2 separate regions of the Rattus norvegicus genome follow, and region 1 is linked to region 2. Evidence: chromatin contacts called from public Hi-C data. All regions are on one chromosome and are shown on one strand. The core of a region is the stretch at or near the end of the contact, and the rest is flanking DNA. Distances in the headings are between cores, read along the strand shown.

The links. Hi-C and Micro-C count contacts between places; a contact is called where the count stands out from the background.
Region 1: a Hi-C map of frontal cortex shows a contact between it and region 2, with 1.6 times the contacts expected there. The contact joins the promoter of Prdm16 here to the enhancer-like site in region 2. A contact is called at or near these places in 3 of 12 Hi-C or Micro-C datasets (Schwann cells, frontal cortex and liver).

Annotation. Positions count from the first base shown.
Region 1 is chr5:170,484,401-170,487,686 of GRCr8, forward strand. Prdm16 (PR/SET domain 16) reads right to left here and starts at 1,404. Exons shown (of 17, transcript NM_001427303.1): 1 at 1,311-1,404. The coding sequence starts at 1,347.
Region 2 is chr5:170,296,337-170,299,363 of GRCr8, forward strand. The region is part of intron 3 of Prdm16 (PR/SET domain 16); the gene reads right to left. Among named protein-coding and RNA genes, the nearest start is that of Arhgef16, 150 kb to the left of the region's middle. Within about 2 kb of position 1,460, at least 4 of the 93 cell types and tissues checked have an H3K27ac peak or open chromatin away from gene starts, as enhancers often do.

The DNA of each region.
Region 1 (3,286 bases), core at 154-2,653, 190 kb after region 2:
TCCTGCCCGAGAAGCGCAGACCGAACGGCCTGGTGATCAGGCAGGGACCTGGAGCCCGCGTGCCGGGTGCCCCTTTCTCTGTCCCATGGTAAAAAAGGGGGCGGCCGGGACGAGCGACTGGGATCCTCTCCGCACAGCGCTCAACGCTTCGCTGGAGCCGGACCGTGGCCCGGGTTTTCGGAGCCGTGCTTCAACGGCCGCGCTGCAGCGGGTCCCCACCTGCTGGCTGCAAAGGATGAAGCCCCGGGCCCGACTTGTGCCGATGGCGCCGGCACCAGGGCGGAGGGCGCGTGGGCAGCTCCGAGACGAGGTGGCCATAGTGCGGACGGCGGGAGCCCGTAGGCTGCGGTGGGGACCAGCCCGCTGCCGGCTGCGCGCACAGCCCCAGGCGCGGCCCGAGGCGGAGCGAAAGAGAAAGTAAGCCCCGGGCCCGTGCAGCCTAGCTGGGGCATTGGTCCCTCTGGGGCTGGCGGGTGCCGAGGACAGCATGTGCGGGAGGGTCGGAGTGAGGCCAGGCGAAGCAGGGCGGCGGGTAGCACGGCGGCCAGTGGGGACCCCGCTGCCGGAGGCGCCGGCACTGGGCGACCCGAGAGAAACGCGAGGATCACAGAGGAGCGCCGGCCACCACGCGGGGCACCACTTGGGAATAAACTTCACCAGCACAGTTTCGAGCGCAGGAAAAAGTCTCCATGTTGCTTCCCCGGCGGCTGCGGCCGTCCTGCCCTTGCTCCCGGGGAGCCCGGTGGGCGCCGGCCCGCGCCCCCTCCTCCGCCCCCTCCCCGGCTCAGGGTCTCCCTCCTCTGAGCCCGGCTGGCGGACGCCAAAGGCGGTGCTCTAGCGCCCACTATTTCAAAAGCCCGGAATATGATTTGACCAGGACTGAGAGCCACTCGGAGAGAGAGGGAGAGAGCGAGCGAGAGGAAAAGTTACTCTCCCCTTTCGTCAACTTTTCGCTAACTTTCGCTTTTCTCGCTCCTCCACCCCCGGCCCTCCCCCTCCGCCCCCCTCCCCGGCCCCCACCGCGCGCCTCGGGTTCCCGGGCCCGAGCGCCTGACACTGTGGGGGGGAGGGGGTTCGGCGGGGAGGGGGCCGGCGCCTTCGGGGAGCGCGCGGCCCGGGCGCCCCGAGCCTCCGCGCCGAGCCCGGCCGCCCCGGAGCGCGGGAGGCGGAGCACCCCCGGGCCGCGCGGTCGACCGGGGGCCGGAGCCGCGGGCGCGCCGACCGCGCCCCGACGCGCACCCCTGGCCCGGGTACCCTGGCCCCGCGGCCCGGGCCCGGCGACGCGGCGCGGTCGAGCGCGGGAGACTTACTTTTGGCTAGCTTCCTCGCCCTCGCCTTGGATCGCATGGTGTCGGCTCGCGGAATCTCTCTCCTCCTCCTTGAGCCCAGAAGCAGCTACACACTATCTTCATCTCCCTAGCATTGTCAGTTTGGACACCTTCGCACATGCGCACAGAGCACTCAATCTGACACCCCTCGCCGGGGCCAAAAAAACTTTGCAATGTGTTCATCATCCTCTTCGTCGCGCCGCCGCCGCCGCCGCCTCGGCGCGGGATTGGGGGGCTCTCCGAGGCCTTCTCGGTCTTCACCTCACTTCTCTCTCTCCCCCCTCCCCCCCCTTTTCAGCGCAGCTCTGAACTGGCCCTTTAAGAAAACATTCCTTGCTCGTCGCTCCCGCCCGGGGCCCGCACCCCGGACACTTTAAAAGGACCCAGGTAGCCCTGGAGGCGAGGTGACGGTCCCCCCGCCCTGGCCCTGCGCTGCGCAGCGCTGTGGCTCCTACCCAAGCCCAGCCTCAGAGGAGACTGGCCCGCGGCGGGTTTCTGCGCGACTTCCTTCGATCTCCCGCAAAGGCGCTGATAGTTCGGACGCGGGTCCGGGCTGCTTTTGCAGCGTTTTATTGCGTTTTATTACTAATTAAAAAGCTTTCGTTCGTCGTCGCCCCAGAGCTCTCTCCTCCCGAACTGCCCTCGGTCCCTGCCCGCACCCCGCACTCGCGGAGGGGGTGTCGGGGCCAACGCGCCCGATCCCGGCTCCTCCGAAGCCCCCGCCGCCCGCCGCCCCCCGCGGGCCTCCCGCCCCCAGCCCCTCCCCCCGCCCCCACCGGGTGGCTGCAGCTTCGGGTTCCGAGGCTCAAAAACAAACAGCCGAGGCGCCGCCAGCTCCGAGCTCTGCCACCGCCCGGGACGCCGAGCGGCGCTGGAGCCGTCGGTCCTCGGTCGGGCGCGGCGGCTGAGGCCAGCGCGCTCCGCGTCGGGGGGCGGCGGCGTCAAGGCCGGCATCTTGCCCTTGGCGTCCCGGGGTGTCCCGCACCTCTGCATCTCCGGGGTGGGCCCGTGCGCTCCGGTCTCCGCGCCCTCTTGGGCTGCGGCCGCGGCCCCCAGGTGAGTACCGGGTGCGGAAGCGCTGGAGCTAGCCCCTTTCGGGAGCTGGGGTCTTTTCTGGACACTCCCCTCCGGCTTCTACCGGCCCAGGTGCCGCTAGGGTTGGGGAACCCGAAGCACAGGTGGAGGAGTGCGGGCAGGAAACTGGCCGCGCTCTATCCTTGAAGCCTTCACACTCCAAGCTCAGGCCAGTGAGGGGCCTGGCTGGGCAAGAGCAGGGTGGCCCCAACTAAGAGGCCATACAGGGTGAGTGTAGATTCCCCCTTCGGGTACGGCTACGGTTTGAGTTTGAATTGGAAACAAACGGAGGCGCTGCGGGACTGGGTCACTGCCCTGGGCGCCCTCCCCGAACACCAAGGTCCCTCCAAGGCAACAAGATTCAGTGCTGTCACGATGTCACCTGAGCCCTCGCAGGGGTGGGCGCCATTTGGGTCTTTCTGCTCCCCAGGTGAGGCTTCTCGCCGTCCTCACCCCTTCTTTGTTGTGACTGGTCTCCTAGTACTAAAATCTGCACACCAAAATCCCGTTAAAACAGCAATCCCCCAGAGTCCTCCCTATAGATTCCCTCACCCAATGGAGAGTGCTGTTGGGCCCAAGCTACCCCAGAGAAGAGCTCCAGAGCTGGCGGCAGCGACTGCCCGCTGACTGCCTAAGGAGGCACTTCCCTGCGGAGATTCGGACCTATCTGAGGAGCCCACCGCTTCGGGTGCCTAGCCCTGCACCCAGCTGGCTGCACAGATGGAGGCCCTGTTGTGGGAAGGCCTGGCTCTTCCCCCTTTCTCAGTCTCTACCTGGGCTAAGTCACAGATCTACTCAGTTTATAGCAGTAGGTTCTGGGAGTCGTGGTGAGGGACTTCCATTGCAGACCGGAGGGACCACTGCAGCTCTTGGTGGATCTTGGA
Region 2 (3,027 bases), core at 210-2,709:
GTCTGTCTGCCATATCTCCAAAATTCCCTAGTCCCCTTGGTGCTACACAGCTGCCCCCTTCCCCACATGGCTACCCTTGGACCCTGCTATGATAACCCAAGAGAGGAGCTCAGAGGAGTCCCCAGCCCCTTCAGAAGGCTTAACTAGAACTGCTAAAGACAGGCCTCTAGGGCAGTTCAGCCTGGCCCTGTCTTTTCTAGAAGGTATCTAAAATGCTAGGTACTCCTTGCCCTGGCAAACCTTGGCCAACCAGGTGAATGCCAGGTTGTCTCTCTGCCACACAGACGGTCTGGGAGCGCTCATGTCTCAGCGACCACACAAGTGGCTCACACAAGGACTTGGGGGAGGAACTGAAACCTATCAGTCTTTATTTTAAAGGTTCCCCCAAAAGCCAGATCACCGTGGCATTCATTTCATCCTGGCTTGAGAAGTTGTCCCAACTTGGGCAATAGAGGGCGCTTGCAACCCAGCTTCAAATCAAGGTGGGCCATAGGCCCTGGCCAGGAACGGGCCTAGTGACAGAAGCTGACTGGCTCCTTAGCCCTCTCCAGGTAGCCACCAGACACAGATGAGCATCCCAGGCAGTAACCACTGGCCAGACCCTGCAAGTCTCTGTTAGACTCAGTTCTCAATGCTCTCACTGAGTGTCTCTCTCCCCTCACCAAAACTGAGTGGCTCCCGCCTCAGTAAGGCCTGTGTGGAGGCCTCTGGAGGAGATGGTGAGAAAGGCAGGCGGTCCCCCAACAGGGCTTTACTCCTGCTTTCCCTCCTGTCTCAACCTTTACCACAGCCTGGCTTTGGAGATGTCCGACCTCGAATGGGCAATGACTCCTGAGAGGGAGGGACAGCGACTCAGTGGACGAGAACACATGTCCTCGTGCAAGTGCCGAGAGGGACAGAACCAAACCCACCCGCTTATGAACACTTGCTTCTCTTCCGCTGAGGCTTTCAGAAGGGGACCTTCTAAAGCCCAGGCCAAGGCCACTGAAGGGTGGTGGCTCGGGGAACAAAGAGAGTGCAGAGGGGAACGTGACTTCAGCCTTCAAGAAACCCAGATTCCTTTTCAGAGAGATGCCAGGAACGGGTCTCTCGGTCTCTCGGTGTAGCTGACTGCATGCTGGGTACTCCCCAAGCCTGAGGCCTGCTCTTGCAATTCCGCGCCTCAGGTGATAGATAAAACGTGACTCTCAGAAAGGAGCAAGCAGTTCCGGGGTCGCCAAGGGTCACAGAGCCTCCACGAAAATAATACTCAGCCCAGGGGCTGAGCGACTACTCGTCCCAGGCACTGGGCACTGGCCCATTAGCTCATGAAGCAAATGTTTTCAGGCCAAGATCTCAAGGGCCAGGGCTATGAGAGCTACTTTCCTGTTTGGTTTATTGTAAGAAGCGAGTGTTCAACTCTGATGTCTCTGCCTTGAGCAGGGAAGCAGCAGAAGACCTGGCTTAGCAAAAGCTCAGGACACTGGAGGTGGCCAGGTGGCACGCAAGGTATTCAAGGCTCACAGTGCTGGGCAGTCAGCTATAGGGCACTCTGGGCACCGGGGTTGGGGTCCAAGTCTTTGAGCTGAGGACCTGGGGGCTAGGCAGGGAGCCCCCTCCTCCGCCCTACACGCTGATGGCCAGAGCTGCCCAGCTGGCAGAGCCTGCCTGTGTTTCCAGGGCGGGTGCCAGTGCCTGGCACTTTCTGGCCTCTCCATAGAAATGTCTGCATGCTGATGTTTGGCTACCCCGGCCCCAAGCACATTCCTCTTCGAGAACATTCTGAGAACTCATGGCTCAGCCTGTTTATAGGTAGGAGAATGGGGCCAAAGTTGGAAACCAGATGCTTTACGTTTTGCGAATCTAAAGGGCTTCCTCGGAAGCACACACATGAACACTACACATGGCCTTGTTAACATAGGAGACAGGTTGTATTCACCCCATGCTGCCCCTCTTCTACCCCCAGAGGAGTCCTTGGGACGCTCTGACAACTCTGTGTCCCAGGGTCACCTTTCTAGTGTACCCACCCCCACCCTCTCCTCAGCTCATGTACTCATTTGTGAAGCATACACTGAGGACCCAGCATGGGTCACTGGACTGAGACTGAGACACTGGCCCTCAGTCAGATATGTTACGATGATCACCGGCCATGCCAGAACACTTAGCGGGGGCTGGACTGGGATCACATGTTTAACCTGAGCGTTCATGGTTGGCCTGGCCAGTCTGAAAGCTTCTGTCCCCACAGTTACCACGGCTCTCTGAGGAAAGAGGAGGTCTCCTGCCCACACCCGTCTCTGACTCCTATTTTCTAAAAGCACCGCTCATCAATCCAATCACAATTGTCAGAGATTTTATCCTAGTTCTTCAGTAATCCTGATCAGAGCCCATCAAGCTGACATAACTCATCAATGACTCTGGTCTCGGCTCATCAATGAAACCATCAGTCCTGATAATCAAAGCTCATCAATGAAGCGTGCCTCCTACTTAACCCAGGAACCATCCCCTCGAGATTCTCTTCATTAAGTCTCCCATCTTAACGGGACAATCAAAATTAAACAATCGTAACCATACCTTGGAGAAGGCTTTAGTTGGCAATATTGGCTAAGTCTTAAAGCCTCAACCATGGATCTGAACTAGGGTGAGAAGCCAGCTCTACTAGTCACTCAACAGACAGGAATGAGGGAAGCCCCGAGGCCTGCAGTCTGAGCATAGATATCTTGGGATGGTGGGCACTGCTCAAACAGCCTCCCTGGTCTCTGGACCCTAAACGTGGATTCCCTGTAAGAGGTGTTCTCATTCATGTAGGGTTGTAGGTTCATAGTGTGTGTGTGTGTGTGTGTGTGTGTGTGTGTGTGTGTGTGTGTGTGTGAGAGAGAGAGAGAGAGAGAGAGAGAGACAGAGAGAGAGAGACAGAGACAGAGAGACAGAGAGACAGAGACAGAGAGACAGAGAGACAGAGACAGAGACAGAGAGACAGAGACAAAGACAGAGACAGAGACAGAGACAGAGAGACAGAGACAGAGACAGAGACAGACAGACAGACAGACC